2 separate regions of the Zea mays genome follow, and region 2 is linked to region 1. A link is a contact called in public Hi-C data. All regions are on one chromosome and are shown on one strand. Each heading gives the region's core, a stretch centred on a gene start, on an enhancer-like site or on the middle of the called end of the contact. The rest is flanking DNA. Distances are from core to core; before and after follow the strand shown.

Region 1 (3,126 bases), core at 247-2,746:
CTGGCTTGTTCTTGAGGAAGCAGCTACTCACTTTCTACCGACTGAAATTGTGCATCAAATCCGCTGAACAAATTCTGGGAGCCAATATCCCAGGCAGCAGCAGTTCCATTCACCTGCAGAAAGCACAAGGCACTCGGTTCAGTTGAGGGCTTCAGAACGGGAGGTAGCGGAACGGAGGACAGCTGACTTAGCTACATACGTTGAGGCACGGCTCGATGGTCGACGGTCCGGCGGCCACCGAGACCGACGGGGCAGCCGACACAGGGCAGCTTGCGGCGGCGGGCGCGTACAGGTTGCTGAGGACCATGTCCAGCGGCCCAAAGCCAGTGGAGCCCGCCGCTGCAGACGGGTGCACTACCTGCTGCATGGGGCTCATGCTCATCTGAAGGCAGGACGGCTCCAGCTGGCCGGCCGCCGGGCCGCACGCCTGCTTCAGCTGGCGGCCGAAGAGGTCCTCGACGATGTCGAAGCTCACCACCGGGTTGGAAGCGGCGATCTTCATGGACAAGAACTGCGCGCAAGGAGACCCGGCGGTGAGCGATCGCGGAATAACTAGCTGGCTAGCTGGGAGAAGCGGGGAAGATGAAGCAGGACGGTGCCGGTGGGTCGGTACCTCGACTTGCTTCTGCAGGGACTGGACGTAGTTGATGATCTCGTCGAGCATGCCGGCCTTGCCCGTGACCTTGCTGCACCCGGGCACCAGCTCCTGCAGGTACCGCATCCGCTCGCTGATCCTCTCCCTCCTCACCTGCGCGCCAATCCATCAGGCCATGAGTTCTGACGCACGCGGCAGGGTCGTCGGTGCCCACGAACGAGCAGAGCAGCATGGAGCACGCAAAAAAAAAAGTTTGTTCAGTAATGCGGCTGTTAATATTACCCGCTCGGCGAGGCTGTGGCTGTCCGTGGCCTGGCCGCGGCGGGCCCGGACGTGGATGTAGTCGGTCTTCTGGCCGGCAGCCGCCGCCGCCGCCGCAGCCTCGGCCTTCTTCTTGGTGCCAGCCTTTGGCCTCTCCTGCTTCCCTTTCCCGGGCGCCGCCGCGATCTCAGAGAGGCCAGACGGCTGCTGCTTCCCTCTGGGTCTCTTGTTCATGCCGTTCGCACCACCCTGCCAATTTCAGTTTTTTTTTTGACACACAACTGTCAGTCAAAGACTTGACAATTCAGCAGAAGCAGCACCGCCGTCCATGCCTGAACCTCTCACCTTGGCATCGAGGTACGCGTCCGGCCTCCTCTTCCTCAACCCGCCGCTGACGCTGCAAGAGGAGGAATCGTTGCCGTCGCCGGCGCTCGGCGTCGCCACGGCAGGCGGCACGGCGAGATTGGCGCCGCACATGGCGGCACCCAGGTCCGGCCACTCCTGGAGGTAGCCGAAGGCGCTGCACATTGCACCGAACTTGTCGTCGTCGAGGTCGAGCAGCCCCTGGCAGAGGCTCTCAACGGTCCCCTGGCACCGCGCCATTATTACCAGCTGCTTCCCCCGGAGACGGGATCAACTCCGAGTGTTAAGGCTAAGGGAAGGACTGCGGGACAAGCTTTGCCTCAGCAGCTCGGTCGTGAGCCACCGATGAGGAGTGAATCGAAGCAGCGTGGTTATGTAGGAGGAGCGTGTGGCGTGGGGGAGGGTGGGTGAAGGAGCTTGCGCGTCCCTTTCGCTTCTCTGCCCTCCTGAAAAATTTCCCAATCCATATATATAGGGAGAAGGACGGGTGGATATAGATAGGGGAGCCCGGCTCCCTTTCGTTGGGGTGGGGGTGATGGTACTTGGCCGTGGGAGATTGAGATTGGATTTGGCCCTCCCTTTAGGTGCGGTGCGATCATGTGAGGTAGGGCTGGGGCTGGGCACGGTGGTGTGTTTCAGCTGGCAATATTGTAGGGTCCCAATTTGCCCGGGGCCGAGTGCCTTCAGTTACGCATAAACTGCAACGCATCAGGGCATCCCCAAAGCCAGCTTTTTTTAGCATCTTGTAATTCATGCATAGGCATCTTCAAAATTTCACGCGTTCCATACGAAGCTTTCGATGGAGATCGGGGAGGTATGAAAAGAGTGCAAGCGGCAAAGGCTTCTCTTTTGAGGCTCAGGAATGGCTGGGGAAGAACTAGTATCAACTACTCAGGGTTGGCTTCTAGCTGTGCTGTGCGTGTGCAGTGTTGCTCACAGCCATTCTGAATTTCCCCTGATGGTGATGCTGCAAAAGGACGGAGCCTGCTGCAAGCAATAACAGCTTGGACAGCTCTATCTCCTCTGTTCTGGCCTGACCACACGTTATCTGCCACGTCAGCTTTCCAAATTCCACAGTAACACGTATGTACGTGTTGGATCTCTCACCATGTTGCCTCCTTCGGCAAAGCCAGCCAACCTCGCCACGCCAGCGGGGAGGCCAGCCAAACTGTCTCTCTTCGTTAAGCAAGGATAAACCTTGAAAGCATGAATAACAAGGCAGCGGCGGATGAAGGGACCAAAGCACCATGAACTTTGCTCCGCTGGGCAAAGTGAGCACCGGCAAGGAATTCACAGCGCCCTGGACTGCTGGTAGATCATCATCCCAAAACAGAGCAGGGACAAAATGGTCGGTTCACGTGGTTGTAAAAAATTAAATGGATTAAGTTGGCTACAAATGACTGTTTTATCGATTCTCAGATTGTAGCGAATATTATGTCGAAGCCGCCGGAAACGAGCTTTATAATAACAAAAAAAACTGGGCTCATATCTTCAAATACAAACATATCATCTTTTTTTTTCAATAATCATAATTTGTTCTGCGAAAATGAAAATGAGGTGGCTTACCATCTTTTACACCATAGGTTATTGAGCCTTGAAATTTGTGGCAACCAAGCTCTCATACCACTCGAAAGAACTTAGATTGCTATATGGGGTGAATAACCTATAACATTATCATACAAACTCCCAAACTACCGGAGCAAAGTTTGATCATTACAAAAATGGCATTAAAGCGACAACTTACACTAGCACTAATTCACCCTATACATGACTACAAACAATTCTAATAGCTTGGTCATTAGTCTATGTTGATAAAAAAACAATCTACTAACTAGCAAGGTAGAATACAACTAACAAGAGCTATCAATCAAAGGCTATTACCACTAGTTACAATCTAAGTTGGGCTA
Region 2 (3,126 bases), core at 355-2,854, 280 kb after region 1:
ATGGCCGGTCATGATGTTGATCGGTCCCCTGAGGCGGCAATCCATTTCGAGAACCTCAACTTCATCCTCGATGGCGAAGGGGAGATGGCCAGGGCCCCAGAAGCCCGACCCCTTCTATCCAGGAGTCTCGACACTACTACGAGAGCCCATGGTGGCCCCGTATCGCTTACACCTAGAGATAGCAATGGATACCTGAAATCCGAATACCTGACGAGTTTTACCCGATATGGAGGCAGGGACGAGATTATTTCTCTACTCACGGGTATGTTAGTGGGAAAGAATTTCTACCTGTTTGGGTAGACGGGTACGGGTTGGTACTACCCATACCCGTCTACCCATGGGTAAAATATACCCGCATCAATACCATTATAACCATCTAATAGAGCTCATCTTATCGAAAATAAAACCCTTCTGTAGCTATCATTTGTCTAGCTACCAAATTATGTAATCATTTGATTTGTTATATGTGAAGTTGAACTTGTTTTTGTATGTTTATTTAATATTTTGAGTGATTAGTATATTGGAATTCAAGTCTTTCCTAGAAGGTACGGGTTATCCGATGGGTAAAAATACCCGTGCGGGTATGGGTATGGATAAGATTTTATACCCGCGAGCATATATGGGTAACCCGACAGGTAGAAATTTTTTATGGATATAGGCATGGAATGGTACTACCCGACGGGTATGTACCCGTCGCCATCCATACTTAGACCCATGGAGCGACTTCATCATCAACGAAGAAGGCGAGATGGTCTGGGCGCCGCCAGCCCGACCTTCTTCGCCCGAAAACCCTGATGTTGTTGCGGAGGCACTTGGCGGCCTCAGCCTTGCCCCGCACGGGCAAGGTACGGGACATGGACCATTTCCACCTTCTGATACCGACGAGATAAGGCGACAGATTGCAATCCACATGGGGCCAACCCCTCGTATAATGATTTATGGGCCTTCTTCTCGCCCTACGCGAAACTTTTCGTGATGTACAACGAGGAAAGGTTACCCTGCCATGATGGCTCAGGCAGCAGCCCTGATGTGTTTCCACAGCGCCTGCCCCACGCCCCGGGGGTGATTGCGACCCTCATGGCTCAGGGTCGCCTCCCTACTACCAATGGTCTGGAGTTCGTAGGGATGGTTGGCGACGATGGGGACCTCATCTTCGATGCACTCTACCTGGACACAAGACTCGGACTGTAGCTCCGCAACGAGGAGTGAGGAAGGCCCCGATGATGGGGAAACAAAGGTTGTCATTAACACATGTTTATGGGCCTTTGTTGGGTCTTGACAAGCAAGGCCTAAGCTAGCCCTCGTGGCTAAGGGTCACCTACCTACTATCGATGACCTAGAGTTCGTACGGATGGTCGACGGCGATGGGTGGTCTCGTCTTCGACGCACTCCGCTCGGACTCAGACTTGGACCCTGGCTCCCTAACGAGCAGCGGGAAAGGCCCAGCGATAGGGAAACAAAGCTCGTCATTTACACATGTTTATGGGCCTTTGTTGGGTCTTGCCAAGCAAGGCCTAAACTGGTCCTGACTTATGAGGGACAGTGTCCAACGGGTTGCCGGGTCGGTATGTCGGCAGGCCCAACTGCCCAAGTCAAGCTGAACTCTTGGTAAAGAAGAAAGAAAGCGGAGGGTTTAGCCAGAAACTAGCGGAGAACCCCTTCGCGGCGCAGCTCCTTTCTTCCTCCTCGGCCCTCGCGTCTCTTTTCCCAGTCGACGCACCGCCAAAAGCCCTGGGTAGGGTGACTGGGTGTCTGGGTCTCTACGCCTCCCTCGTCATGCTGCGCCGCCTCCGTCTGCGCTCGCCGGTGTGCGCTGTCGCCGGCGCGGCCGCTGCAATGGCGTCGCTCACCAACGTCGCCTACGCCGATGGCCTCTTCCGCCGCCAGTCCCCGCCGTCGAATCCAGGCGACGAGGACAATTTGGGAGCCTCCGCGTTCGGCCGCGACCCGGAGACCCTGGAGCGCATGGCTCGAGCGCTGCGGGAGATCAACAACTCACCGCTCGCCAAGCAGGCAAGGTGCCCGCTCTTTTGCGCCACCTAACGGGTCTGCCCCTCCTGACGTTGTTCATGTTGTTGCTCGGGTGCAGGTGTTTGGACTGATGCGGAAGCAGGAGGAAACACGCCTTACTGAGCTGGAGGCCGAGAAGGTCCAATACGCCATCTACGAGAAGCTCAGGGACATGGTCAGTTCCTGACGCCTTATCCACTTTCTTGATGCACATGATGTTAATGTCGCAGCCAGGACGTCGGCTGCGTCTGAAGAAATTGGTTGCTCACGCGACCCGAACCTCTCTACTACTGAATGAGTGAACGTTCTCTTATTTGCCTAACAGCCTGACTAACTTCCTCGCTTTACTTTGTGGAAATCAATTGCATACGATTGGGTTTACCATTATAATTGGGATTAGTAAAGCATAGTAACTTTACAATGAGATGCCAATTGCCAAAACTTGAAATATTGTGTGCTTCATCAAAACAGTGAACGTGCAAAACAACTCTGGCTGACCTTCGTGGATAGCAAGTAACTACGAATTTAAAATTCCACAACTTCACAGGATACAAAATGGACAACTGACCAACATGAGAAGTTAGAACTGTAGAACATCGGTGATGTGTTAAGAGTTTTTCAACTTCTCCCTCTCTCTGCACGCGCGCGTTCATCCAACTATTGTGGTTCTTTGGTGTGGATTTCCAGCACTGAACTTATGTCCCTTGGGTGATCCTCAATATCTGATCTGCAGGAAAGGATGGAGAAAAAAGCTGAAGATTACAGAAATAGTTTGCAACAAGAAGCACAAGTAAAAGCTCAAGCATTACGCTTTGAGGATGAATTAGCTAGAAAAAGAATGCAGGTATTGGACAGTCTCCTTTTGTATTTCTTTTAGTTACCTCCTATAATGGTGCTGCTGCTATGAGGCTAACACGTAATTTAATCAAGCATATCCATTTTGGCAGACAGAGCATGCTGCACAGAGGCAACAGGATGCTGAACTTGTGAAGATGCAAGAGGCATCTGCCCTCAGAAGAGAAGAAGCTAGGCGTGCAACAGAACAGAAGATTTTGGAAGAAATGATACGGACTGAGAAGGAAAAGGCTGAAATAGATCAGGAAGTAAACAGAGCTA

Evidence for each region. A called contact is a pair of places that touch in the nucleus more often than the background predicts.
Region 2: a contact with region 1 is called in a Hi-C map of ear, with 1.7 times the contacts expected there. The contact joins the promoter of LOC103627618 here to the promoter of LOC103627615 in region 1. A contact is called at or near these places in 2 of 25 Hi-C or Micro-C datasets (ear and leaf).

Annotation. Positions count from the first base shown.
Region 1 is chr5:209,022,748-209,025,873 of Zm-B73-REFERENCE-NAM-5.0, forward strand. It overlaps LOC103627615 (transcription factor bHLH49), which reads right to left and starts at 1,497. Exons shown (of 6, transcript NM_001301516.1): 1 at 1,202-1,497; 2 at 878-1,105; 3 at 614-748; 4 at 200-511; 5 at 32-113. The coding sequence starts at 1,459.
Region 2 is chr5:209,297,938-209,301,063 of Zm-B73-REFERENCE-NAM-5.0, forward strand. It overlaps LOC103627618, which reads left to right and starts at 1,605. Exons shown (of 8, transcript XM_008647912.4): 1 at 1,605-2,013; 2 at 2,090-2,185; 3 at 2,744-2,854; 4 at 2,958-3,126. The coding sequence starts at 1,777.